Linked DNA regions of Mus musculus: region 1 is linked to region 2. The links are chromatin contacts, called in public Hi-C maps. All regions are on one chromosome and are shown on one strand. The core of a region is the stretch at or near the end of the contact, and the rest is flanking DNA. Distances in the headings are between cores, read along the strand shown.

Region 1 (6,737 bases), core at 2,169-4,668, 920 kb before region 2:
ATGGGAAGATTCCTATGAAAATCTAGGAAATGTGGGACTCAGTATCTCTCCACGTGTCAAGAAGTCCTGGATTGGCTGTGCATGCAGGAAGTCCAAATCTGTCCCTTCCCTCCCTTCACCTCCATACCATCCCCTACAACTACTATTCCTTCTAACCCCATGACTTAAGGTGGACTCAGAGAGGATCCTGAACCAGGGTCACTCAGTTTGGAGACACGTACACACCATACCTGCAAAGTTCCCAGATGTGCTTCACATATATTACCCCCACCCCTGACATATGTCCTGCTACATCCCCCGTGAACACTAGAAAACACACACCACACCACACACACACACCATGATCCACACATCCAAAATACAAAACATTATAATCCAGTTACACACATTCATGCCGTGCACTACACAGATATCCCCATACAACACAAACCCACATAGCATTATGTTGTGTGGCTTTTCCTGGAATAAGCCACCTGAGGGGACAATGAGGATGGAACAGAGAAATAGTTCCAGCCAAGTCTAACTCAGAGAACCAGTGGGTTTATTAGGGCACAGAAGCAACAGTAAGGAGTGTGGGAAGCTTTGCCGCTCAACAGACTCCCTTCCTCCATTGCCTGTTAACTGCCTGTGCCTCCTGTGTAGCCCAGTGCACCTGGTGACAGTTTCCCTGCCCATCCAGAAAGAATCTTCATGGCTACAATTTTGTTACAATTTCATAGGTGCAATCATAATTGCTCTGATTTCAAGAGGGCAGTTTCCACGTCATGCTTGAATACCATAGTAAAACACCATATACATACAAAGTAGATAACCACATACACAAAACCAATGCACTTCTCTCACAGGACACATACCACACTGTGCACATAGACCACACTGCACACAAAATGTATACATACATCCCATTTCATACCAAACACACACCACATACCCACATATTCCAGTCAGTGTGCCACCTGCACGGAAGCAAAGAATCCTGCCTGGTTTTTCTATAAACCCTGGCTTGTTAATTGGCTGTCTCACTGCAGGCCTGTTTATCATCTTTCTCCAGAGCTTGGGCACCAAATGAAGATAGATTCCAGGAAGCTTTGAAACGTTCCAAATGCAGAACCCTGAGATCTGCACACTTTGAAGATTGGAACACATTTTAATTCGCCCCGCAACGCTGGATTATGTTCTAATTATCCCTCATGAATGCTCGGTTCCCTGTGACTTCTGGGAGTGGCATGGCTTGGTGGGAGAGCTGTTGTTCCCACTGCCCAGTGTCCTGGCGTGGGATCTGTCGTCCATCTGAACTTGTCACCCCAGCAGCCCACGGCAAGGTCCTTTCTGCTGGAAATTTCTCAGAAAATACAGAAAAAAAAATATAAAGAAGGACACACAAAGTTCTCAAGAGTTCTATCCTTTGTATGTTGGGTGAGTTTATTTTCAATGTGTTTAAGTATAAACAGTCCCTGAGTCGGTTTACTTATCCATATGACGTTTTTTTTGAGTCACTTCTGCTCAAGATTCAACCCGGAGAAGGAAGAAGGAACAAACCAGAAGAGGAGGAGGAGAGGAACTGAGGGTTCTGCTGGAGAAGTTGAGGCTGCAGGCCGATTGTGGACAGGCCCTCCTACACAAGGCCAAGAGGAGATTAGAATTATTATTTTTTATGTGGGAAAGGAAGTGGTTAGGGGTTGAGCAGCCCTGCCATGGGTGTTCCTTCACTACTGCCAAGGCTCTGGAGCTGTGACCCCAGCCACTGAAGTGATTTGACATGGCTTTGTGTCCTGGCTGGGAAAGAAAATGTCAGTGCTGCTCACAAAGTCAAGGTGGGACCCTGTAGAGTGTCGTGCTTCAGGGCTGGCTGAGAGCTGCCCACAGCAAGCTCGGACAGAAAGGTTTAATATCCCTTTCCTCTTCACACTCTTCTTCAGGAAGAGTGAAATAGCATCTCATCTATGCCCAAGCTTGTCACCATCACAGGACCAAGCATTCTCCTTACTTCTTCAGTGGGAATGAGCCACAGGTGGTAAGCTGGGGTCCTAGGCTTCCAGAATATAAGAGGTGAATGTACCTCTGTCCAAGGGACAGTCCGTGGTCTCCAGCACTCCAGCCCTTCCCCAACCCTGCAGTACATCTTCACAGCTGCCAGCCAGGCCCAAGGCCAACATTCCCTTGCTATTTCCTTAGCTGGCAGGCTTTCCTGTTTTTGCCTTGTCCTTTGTGCGGACAATGGGGCCCGTGAAAGCCCAACTAGGTCAGATGGCTTCTCTACTCACCATTGTCCCATGGCTCCCCCTTCCTGAGGAGCACAGAATCCTGAAGTTGTCTTGTTCCTAGGGATGCTCTTTGACCACAGCTATCCCTGATTATCCTGTAGCAAAACGGCAATGCTGCCCACCCACCTCTGACTCTATCTCCATCAGCCTTCATCTCTGCCTTTATTTTTCACCTGTCTCTCTATAGCATGACTGGCCCCTGACCAGAATGTGTGGACCAAGAAGGTTCTGCTTTGCTCACTACTCAGCTGCATAGCAGCACAGCACCTAGAATACTGTTTCACATGTATCTGTTAGGTACATGGAGAAGAGATGAAGGCACTAACGTAATGTATGAGACCTGGTCTGATATGTGATGTCCACTGTATTCCCTGACTCCTCAAGACTTCATCAATAGCTCACCTGTCTTTCTACCCCATAGCCTGAGCTTTATAAGTTGTGTGCTACTCTGAGTTTTAAGTCCTGCCATGGAATGATCACAGAGAAAGAGAGGCTGCCCTTTGGCTGCATCACTGGACACTGGAGCCACAGACCAGGTCTCTGCAGTCTTCCCCATGGGGACCACATAACCACCACCATTCCAGAGTGCCCGTTTCAATTTGAGAAGAACACAACAGCGGCAGGGTATATGTCGTGTACCTCTTTTCAGCCAAAGGATGGGAAGTCTGCCCAGAGTTTACTGGGACAAATAGTCCTCAGAATGGGGATTGGAAAAATGGAATAATATGCATCCATTGTCCTCACCACACACTGCACTTCAGAGTGCACAGGCTTTGCTGAAAGCTAGCTTACGGAGAAGACAAGATTGCTGTGTGCAGTGCAGGAGGTAATCTCTCTGTATCCCAGGGGATGACTCCATCTGTCCTTCCTCCCCCGCGGCAGGGCCAGCCTGCGGAGACAATGGGAGGGAGGATAAATGGCCACATTGTAACTTATTTGATTTTGGATGGGTGGAAGGAAAGGCTTGATGTAGGGTGTCAGTGTCTGACATGAGCATGTCAGGCGCTGTGTGATGAGATAGGCAGGCACTTTTGGTTCCAGGCAGAGAGAAGGACAGGCGGGCACCCCTCCAAGGGGGTCACAGTAGGGACCAAGTGCTGGAAGCAGGGAGTGTGGGAGGATGCTGAACGGGGTCATTTAGTCACAACATGAATATTAATGAATGGCTATGAAACACACATGGAGCCCAGCCATGGAGTTCAGCACCATTCAGCTCCTGACTCTTCTTTGCACTGTGATAATAAAAGCTCCATTCGGCTGAGGATGGGGAGAACACCAAGATGACTCGCATTTCCTCTTAATCATCTCCAGGGATAAAACATGAACTGCCCATGTTGTGTTCTTAGCTGCCAGAGGCACTCCAATGGGATGGGATAGCTTCCTTTCCAGTGGCATCATTTTTTTTTTTTGGTCTATGTCTCTTATGTCCAGTTATTCTCAATGCCTGAAGGACAATCTTTGCCCTTTTGCTCTGGTGTGCCTTACTCTTGCAGGTCCCTGGTACGTGAAGCTGCTTGGCATTAAAATTTTCCAGAGCTGGTGATATAGCCTTTACTCTCACTCTTTCTGTGCAAGGAATAATATTCACAACTCCGATCTCTTGATATAATGTGTTGTTGGTAAAATGGAAGGGAAAGAGAGAACAGGATGCCTTTTGTTTATTTCAAACACCCCCCACCCAGCCAAATCAACACAAAATGGAAGGAATAGTCTGTTCTGCTGATAAACATTATTGTAACTTCTCATGAGTATATAGGGACATCCTTGTGGATGGATAATCAGAAACTGAAGTTCCCATTTAAGGTTGGGTCTCATACATACCTGCCTTTCTTTCTTTGTCTTCAGTACATTGATACCTTCCTGATGCTCCAGTTCCCAGGCGGTTTAGCTTCTCTGACCTCCAGGTTCTCTCCACTTACAGCTCCATTTTCTTTATCTCTTCTTTTCAGAACCCCACCTTTATTGATAAAACTTTGCTGGATCAAATGGCTCCCCACCTAATAGAGCTTACCTTCCTAACAGGGGTGCTCCTTTCTCAGCTGCAGAGACTCTGTACCCAGAGGGAACCAAGTCTTAGACTCTGCGGGAGCTTAGCCCTAATTCTTACTTCGTGGCTTTTTTAGTGGAATCCAGGAGAGCACTTAGCTACTGAGATATCATCAGAGGCAGACAAATGAAACTAGAATTAGATATATTAGGGAGTGTGCCCATGATGACTTCTAAGCTCTCTACCCCATACCATACTTGTGTGAATGGCTTTGGGGTTCTGAGGTTGTCAGTTAACAGATTATCCTGCTTCTTGTGGCTCAGATTTATCTCTTTACAGTTTATTCTGCCCCTTCAATGTAGCACCTGTGATATTCAGACTTCTCTCCTTCTGCACTCCTTTCTCAGCAGCCTCCAGTGTGTGTCTTTATGACCAGTGATGGCGAGGCAGGTGGGGACCTGTGTAGAGTGCTGATAGCAGATACCTGTCCTAGTTTGATGAGGTTAGTGATATGGTTCAAGGCACTGAGCTCCTCTTGGAGAGGTAACTGTTGTGGATTGCCCTGGTGCAATTTGTATTTTATGCTAATTCTACTTCCTTAAGAGGGACTGCCCCATAAGGAGGGGACCACATACTCGGGTGATTTTATGTGAACCTTCTCCCCATTTAAACTGGTCCAATAAAGGCTAGAGCCTGTGGTTGGGCAGTGGAAGGGAAAGGTAAGGCTGGAGGTTTAAGAGAGGCAAGAGAGGAATGGAGAAGGGGAGATGAGGAGACAGAAGAGATGGAGGAAGAGGAGGTAGAAGAAAAATGGAGCAGAACCACGTGGTCTGGAGGAGCCACAAGTAGCCAGGGAGCTCATAGCTGGGGAATAAAGTAGTATAGTGGTGTATCTGCCCAATCTAGGCATGATGTTTATGAATATAGCTGAGTTGTGTGTTCTTTGCATGGGCTTATTGGAGTTGGAGATTTACCACAACAGGTGACCACTTGTCTCCTTGTTCTGAGCCTTTCCCATGACTCTTTAGATTTTTTCCAGTTCCCGTTATGAACCATGGCATTCATGGGGATGAGGAAGAGGACTCTGTTCTCTGACTCCTGCCTAGCTCCACATACACTCTGACATTCTTCCATAACTGCTGACCAGAGGGATGGGCTTCCCTGTGCCTCTTCCTCTACACTATACATTTCTTTTGGTCAGATTCTTTTCCCAGGATGCATGGAGAGCAGTCACATTTCCTAGGATCTGAGAACACAGGACTGAGTCCCAGGTGCTGTAACTACAGTGTAGCAAGAACATGAGTTCTGTAGCTGGCTACCCTGGGCTCAGGAAGTAACCTTCCACTCACCCATCCCTGGAAGGTCTCTGAAATGTCCCTTCCTTTCAGGCATATGGTCTTGACCATTGCATACTGGTTTGCTGCTCATGTCCACTCCTGTGAGCTTCCAGAAAATTTCAAGGTGGTTGTAAACATGAAGTGTCCATTAAAGGAAGACCTGAAGAAATTCACTTTTTGAGCTAGAAAATCCAAGTGAAAGAATGACAGGCCAGAGAATTGAGAATAAAGACCATTATAAGTGGCAAGTATTTTAAAAAGTTGGGGACTGGATAAATGCACAGTGGGTAAGAGCACTAGCTGCTCTTCCAAAGGACTCATTTTTCATCCCTAGCACCAAAGTGATGGTTCACAGCTGTCTGTAAATCTGTCCCAGATTTAACACCCTTTTCCAGCCTCTGAGGACACCAGACATGTGTAGAACCCACATTTTTATTTATATGAATAAATGGAGGCAGAACATTTATTCATATAAATAAAAATAAATCTTTTTTAAAAATTAAAAAAAAAAGTGTGCTGTATGTGCCAAAAGCCTGGTACAACATGAAAACTTGAAGTAACTTAGCATTGTTAGTTTGGGATCATATTTTCTTTTCTGAAATTGGACAAAGGGATCTGGCCTCATCGGTGATTGTGACATACAATTGGGCTGATGGAATTGACTGGAAGATTATGAAATATTAGACAATGCAGTTCTGACTGGTTCTAGCCCTTCAGGTTCCTGATGCTTGACTTCCCCAAAATGAGTAAGAACTTGAACTGAACCCAGGAACCTATAGCCCTCAGAGTGTTTCCTGCAGGGTACAGCAGCGCCCTGTGCTTGTGGTGCCACATGGCGGCTTATAGCATGTGGTGGCACGTGATGAGCTTGCCCAAGGGAATCTCTGAGATATAGCTGCCTTTGAGTAACTCATGCTGCCATAAGTAATCCTCCCCAAACTTCATTGGTTCATTAGGCTGGACTTGGGTGAAACCTTTCTTGGTCTGCGGTACCCTCTCATCTGGTATGAGTTGATTCTACCTTATGTCTTCCCAGGCTAGAAGACTCTCAAGGCCACCAATCAAGATTTCCTTAGCTTTGCTGGGTTTTAAAGTAGTAATTATACATTCTGTTGCCAGTCTCCATCCATCGCACTTTCTTGGGGTTTC
Region 2 (5,843 bases), core at 131-2,630:
ATCGGTTCAATTCCCTTGAGGCTCTTCAGCTGACAACAGCACCTTTGACCTATAAGCCTTCAGGAAATACTTTGGATTCAAACCAGGCATGTCCAGACCAAGGAAGGAATTGGTTCAGGGTTGGTTACATTGCTAACAGGGAGATCTCTGGTTCTTACTTGGTGCTTACAGTGCCAAAATATAGACTGAAACTCAATGGGGAGCAGGATTCCATGTTAAAGTAATCCTCAGTTTCCTCCCCCTTATGCCTTAGGAAATAGAGCAATCAACATATCTCTAGGGATGTATATATGTGTGTGTAGTCCTTTCTATCATGATGGTTTTCAACTATTCAGTAAGATGTAACTTTCATAAAACCCAAACTCAAGTACAGGCTTCTACTAATTAGGAGCCTACTCCCATTGATACTCAGAGCTTCATCTCTAGATCATTCATTCATTAAACAATCGTCTAGTGCCTCCTCAGTAGTGTCTATAAAATGCAGTATTGTACAATAGGTAACAAGGGTAGGTTGGGAAACCCAGCTGGCCAAGTGTAGCCCCTCCTCCACCAAGGGGCTCATTCTAGGGAGAGCAGTGACAAAACAAAACGCAGGGAGGGAGGGGTCTGGAGTTTAACAAATGTGCTGCATCAAAGAGTGAATAGACAAAAAGTGGGTGAAGCAAGGGAAACTGTGGGGACCCCAGGGTAAGGCCTTTAGCCCAGCTTGTATGCCAGAACGTAATCCCTAACAGTACCAAAACGAAGGAGGAGGAGGAGGAGGAGGAAGAAGAAGAAGAAGAAGAGGAGGAGAAAACAAAAAGGGAGGGAAAAGAGGTTGTAATTTTCTTCATATGCCACATTAGGATTAGGGGCTCTGGTTAGCAAAGCAGGAAAGTATTTTGTGAAAGTACAGATGCCAGGACTACAGTGGCAATGTCTTTCCCATCTGAGGGTCAGCAGCAGGGTCTTGGGAAGTGCTCTTGGTACTGGGATGAGAGATGAGTGAGTAGAAATCAGGGAGGAGGGGTCATGCCAACCATTGAAGTGTGGAGGTCAGGTTAAGGTCTTAAGGTCAGCAAGGCCAATTCTAGCTGCTGCTGAGAGAGTCAGTGCTTCCTCCATCAGTTGCTAAAAAGCAATTTCCCTCCAGCCTTTATGGAAAGAACATAAAGGCCTCCTCTAGCTGTCAAGAAGCAAGAGCCTCCAGTGGTTGGGAAGAGTAAAGGCCCCCTCCAGCTGTGACTGAGAGGAAAGACCCCCTCCAGTTGTTGCTGGTAAGCAAGGTCCTCTCAGCTATTAGTGGTAGTCAAGGCTTGCTACAGCTGTTGATGAGAGGCGAGACTTCTTCAGTGGAGGTGGTGATAGTCAGAGAGGAAAGAATGCTGGGAACGGTGCCCTCTCCCCTGCAGCTCACTTCAGATAGTGCTGGAAGGAAAGGATCTTTACCACCCCCACCTCAGTACCACACCCCAGTACTGAGAATCTTAGTCCTTCTGTTTATGCCCCTTCCATGGATCTTCCCTGTAAACATCCTGTCCCATCAGCAGCTCCTAACAGACAGTTTATAGTCAACACCATGTGTGGTTTCCAAGCCAGACCTAAGCCTTTGGACAAAGCTGGCTTCTGTTGATCTCTGCCAATTCTTCACCTGAACAACTCTTGAACTCCTTCCCCCTCTTGCCAACCGAGTATCATCCATAGGCCAGCTTCCTTCCTAATTTGCCATAGACCGCTATGGAGAGGTACCAGGGTGAGTTTGTTAGTTGGCAGTCCTTCCCTGCAAGATGCATATTTCAGACCCCAGGGCCTGATCCAGGCCACCGTTCTCATCTTCGTGACTCTGGGCAGCTGCATACTTCCGATCTACTTAGTTTAGCTGGGACTTGTCCTGTAGGATTGTCACACAAGCAGATCTGGTGCTTACCTAGGCTAGCCAGGGAGCTAGCCCTCTCTCTGTGTGTGATGTTTGCATCTTCCATAGGGCTGTAAAAGCCAGTGACTGTGGTATCAGTCTCTGTAGTGATGAGGAAGTAGATTTGTTCCATGAGTACTGTTTGGGGTGTGTGTAATCCTAGAGGTGGAACTGAGACCTAGTGAATGCTAGAAATATGTGCTCTGCTGCTAAGCTACACCCAATACCTGCTGTTGTCTGAGTTTGAGCCGTTGTGCTCCATCTGCTGTTTCACTACTGCAAAGTCAATCTCAGGATTGAAAGGTGAAGAACTGGACTCTACCTGTGAGGAACAGCAGAACCACTTTGCACACAGATAGTACAGGGAAATTGGAATCCCCTCTGCAGCGATGGTCCTGGTGGGACAGTGCAAGCCGTTTCCTGTTCTCTACTGCTCTTCTTGTGCTATATTAATTTGCATGCTCTTCAAATCCACAATTTGAGGACTATGACCTTGGTGACGTCATGAAGACAGTGCGGAGCTGAGGACTGGCCAAAAGAGATCATTGACTCTCCACCGTTGCTCACTACCCAATAATCCTCTGAAATTTTCAGGCTGGCATTCTTTTTCTGGCTTTTGGGAACACTTCCCTCAAGACTTTTGCTTTTATAAAAGAGACGTCTGATGGGTAGTTGTGGTTAACAGCTCTTACCTCCTTCCTTCCACACCCTTCTCTCAGAATGACTTGGTCCCTTTTACCTCCATTCTTCCAAGTGTCCCTTACGCCCTGTGCCCCATCACCCTGCATTTTCCGGGCAGTTGTCTGACTCTCACTGCTTGCAAGCAGGAGTTATAGTTGGTTGGGATTCTGTCCCTATATGGGACAGTGGCGCTGTTGGAACTCCCTGCGCAGTCTGAAGGTTTTGGTGGGCTGGACAGTAGGTGGATTCTTTGTCACTGTCTTCAGAATCTCAAAAAGGCCCAAACTAACTTGTACTTTCTCTGTGTTCTCCATTTTCAGGTTTGACTCTGCTGAGCTAGCAATGCCATCAAAGAGCAACTGGCACCTGTTGGATCTGTGAGCCAGAGCTGTGGGGCCGGGCAGTTGTATCTGTGAGCCAGGGGCAGACAGTGGCTCGGCTTCCTGAGGTAAGTGGCTGTTTTTCCTGTCTGAGGAAGATGTGCTAGCTTTTCCAGACTCTCCCACAAGGCTGTGCTGTGGGTTGCATTGATGGGTGAGAAAAATACGCTGTTCTTTCCATCCTTTGGAATTATGTTCAGGGATCTCACAGGGGATGAGACATGTGCTGTTTTCCAGACTCTTCTGTGGGTTGAGTAGCAAAGCCAGGGGGTGTCGCCCTGTTTTCTTAGACTCTTTGTAGCGTGGCCTTCCTGGCTGCCTGGTGGAGCAGCTTCCTCAGAGGGGAACCATTCTCCCTGTGAAGTTCAGAGCAGGCTTGTGATAGAGAACTTTGCAGTTCTCCTGGATATTGAGAAGAGACATCTGAATTGTGAAAGTTCTTCCCCATGACACGTGATTGTCAGTACAAGTACGACCCAGCCTGACATTGCTGCTCTGTAGGCCAAGTGTTACATGCGGCCTCTGAGGACAAGCCTGATGAGACTCGCTTGCTTTGCGTCTTACACATCTAGATCTGAAGATGGGCTGGCTGTTGTCTACAGTCATCGTCCAGCAGCGTGCCTTGACGCCTCCCAGGGGAGAATGGTGTGGCAGGCACAAAGGAGTCCTGGGTATATGCATGATTGTGAAGACACGGTGGGTGGGAATGGCTTCAGATATAGCAGTGGATGCTTGCTCACATCTAGGCAGGTCAGATAGATGTAGAAGCTGGAAAGAGAGTTATGGCAGGAACTAGAGCTGAGCTATAACCCATAAACACAGAGAGAGAAAGAGAGAGAGAGAGAGAGAGAGAGAGAGAGAGAGTTCCACAGCCACTCCTTAAAGGTTCCATAACTCCCCAAATGGGGTCGCCAGCTAGGAATCAATCATTCAAACATGTAAGACTATAAGATGAGGACATCTCACCTACAAACTTTAACAATACGAAAGTGTTTGTTCCCATGGTTACAGGTCTCTAGCTCTGGCAATGGCCAGCTGCATTTTGTTGATGAACACCTCTCCCTTGCTCCCCATGACTCCTGTGTATGATCCACATCACCCACAGACAATCTTATTTTTTTAAAAAAATATACCAACAATACCTAGCAATGCCTGAATATGCATGCATGTGAAAACACAGTACATGGCTTCTTGTCCTGAGTTCGGAGTGGGAGGGAGACTTGAGAACTTTCTTTTCGTGTCTTAAATCTACCTAGCTGAGCTGCATTAGCAAGGACGCCTTAATTTAAACACAGCTGTCTTCCCAACATCACTTGACAAATACTAGTTACCCCCGTGTGTCTGAAAGTGCTTTGAGTTATTGAATATATCTAGACGGTGTCCCAGAGAGTTCATGTCCTAGCCTGGAGTGGCTGAGGGGAAGAAGGAAGTATGCATCAAAGTGGCAGGATAGTGGGCAAGGGCACCAGGGTATGGAGGTTTGCAACTGTGGGTGCACCTGAGGTCTGTTCAGGTGTCTGTGGGGAGCCCGACCCCACTGCTGATGGGTGAGAAACGGTTGGAGGGAAGAGAGAGGGACTGTTGGTCACGACTCATGATGGGCATGTTTCCTCCTTAGTAGGAACTATGATCTTGTAGAGGGCTGGGACTGTCCCTGCCTCCACACATTCAGGCAGAGACATGTGCATGGAAGCTCTCAGTGCTAAGTTATTTCCTCTAAAAACAACAGGCTGTGTTATCAGCCAGACCAGAGACAGGCTGCAGGCAAGACTTTCCGTAACTGAGATAAGAGGGCATGTTGGCGGCCCGCAGATACTGACCTGGAGGGGGGGGGGGAGCTTGGGGAATTTTCATTGTTGATAGCCTTTGAGAAGAGTGGGGCAGTGTCAAGAGCAGGTGCCCCTTCCCTGGAAGAGGGGAGCCACAAACAAGGGAGAATCTTTGCATGTTCGCAAGGCTGTCAGGTAGTGAAGGATTAGCTGGTAAGGGCAATTTAATGAGTGAGCCTAGTGGAGAATGAGTAGGAAAAGGAGATAGCTATTGTGGCTGTCTGTACATCCCAAGCTCCGTTTCTTGGCAGGCACTCAGGGGTGCCTCCAGCCCTGGGGCTTTGTTCGGTGTGGAAGGTGAAAGGAGTCAGCAGGCCCCATACCTCTGGGATGCTTCTGTTAGCCCAGGCAGGGAAAAATAGAATCACCAGTCAGTGGCAGGCACAGAGTGTAGTTTTGGCTTTGTGGAGGCTGTGGCATGTGCGGTTTGGAGTTCTCGGTAAAGACATAATATATTGCCATAGATTTAAAATAAAATATAAGCCTTGATAAGTGGGGTGCTCTGGGGGCCAGGTACCTTTCTCCTGGGTGAGGGCCATTCTCCAGAGATTTGCAGCTGAGGGATTATCTGGCTTTCTCTTCTGGGTATCTGGAGCTTTCAGGTGATGAACTGGTCATCTGCTAATGCCTAGACACACACTCAGAAGGAGGCCATTTGGGAAGGACAGGAATATTCACAATGGCATCTGGTAACATGGGTGTTCCTGGGTTTGTCTTCTGGCTGATGAAGATGGGTTGCAGTCTCTTGTTCCTTTCATGCTGCTGGGATGCTCAAAGACACAGTCTATACAATTTTTAGGCCAACTGTGGTGGTTTAAGGGTGTCCTGGCCCCAGATAATTCTATTGACTGGCTTAGTCACCAAGGAGTGGAACTGTTTGAGAAGGAGTAGAAGAATTAGAAGGTGTGACCTTGTTGAAAGACATATGTTGCTGGGGGGTGGTCTTTAAGGGTTCAAAAGCCTCTCTCTCTCTCTCTCTCTCTCTCTCTCTCTCTCTCTCTCTCTGCATGTTGCCTTCAGATCAGGCTGTATAGCTCTTGGCTACTGCTCCAGCACTAT

Evidence for each region. Hi-C and Micro-C count contacts between places; a contact is called where the count stands out from the background.
Region 1: a contact with region 2 is called in a Hi-C map of bone marrow-derived macrophages, with 10 read pairs. The contact joins two enhancer-like sites. A contact is called at or near these places in 1 of 484 Hi-C or Micro-C datasets (bone marrow-derived macrophages) and 4 of 115 datasets of contacts at active chromatin or transcription factors (SST interneurons, VIP interneurons, cardiomyocytes and 1 more).

The regions. Positions count from the first base shown.
Region 1 is chr15:68,068,027-68,074,763 of GRCm38.p6, reverse strand. No RefSeq gene overlaps it. Among named protein-coding and RNA genes, the nearest start is that of Zfat, 190 kb to the left of the region's middle. Within about 2 kb of position 3,418, at least 46 of the 459 cell types and tissues checked have an H3K27ac peak or open chromatin away from gene starts, as enhancers often do. A contact at or near this core is called in bone marrow-derived macrophages, where this site is marked.
Region 2 is chr15:67,150,223-67,156,065 of GRCm38.p6, reverse strand. St3gal1 (ST3 beta-galactoside alpha-2,3-sialyltransferase 1) reads left to right here. Exons shown (of 9, transcript NM_009177.4): 2 at 2,896-3,023. Among named protein-coding and RNA genes, the nearest start is that of Gm31400, 17 kb to the left of the region's middle. Within about 2 kb of position 1,380, at least 43 of the 459 cell types and tissues checked have an H3K27ac peak or open chromatin away from gene starts, as enhancers often do. A contact at or near this core is called in bone marrow-derived macrophages, where this site is marked.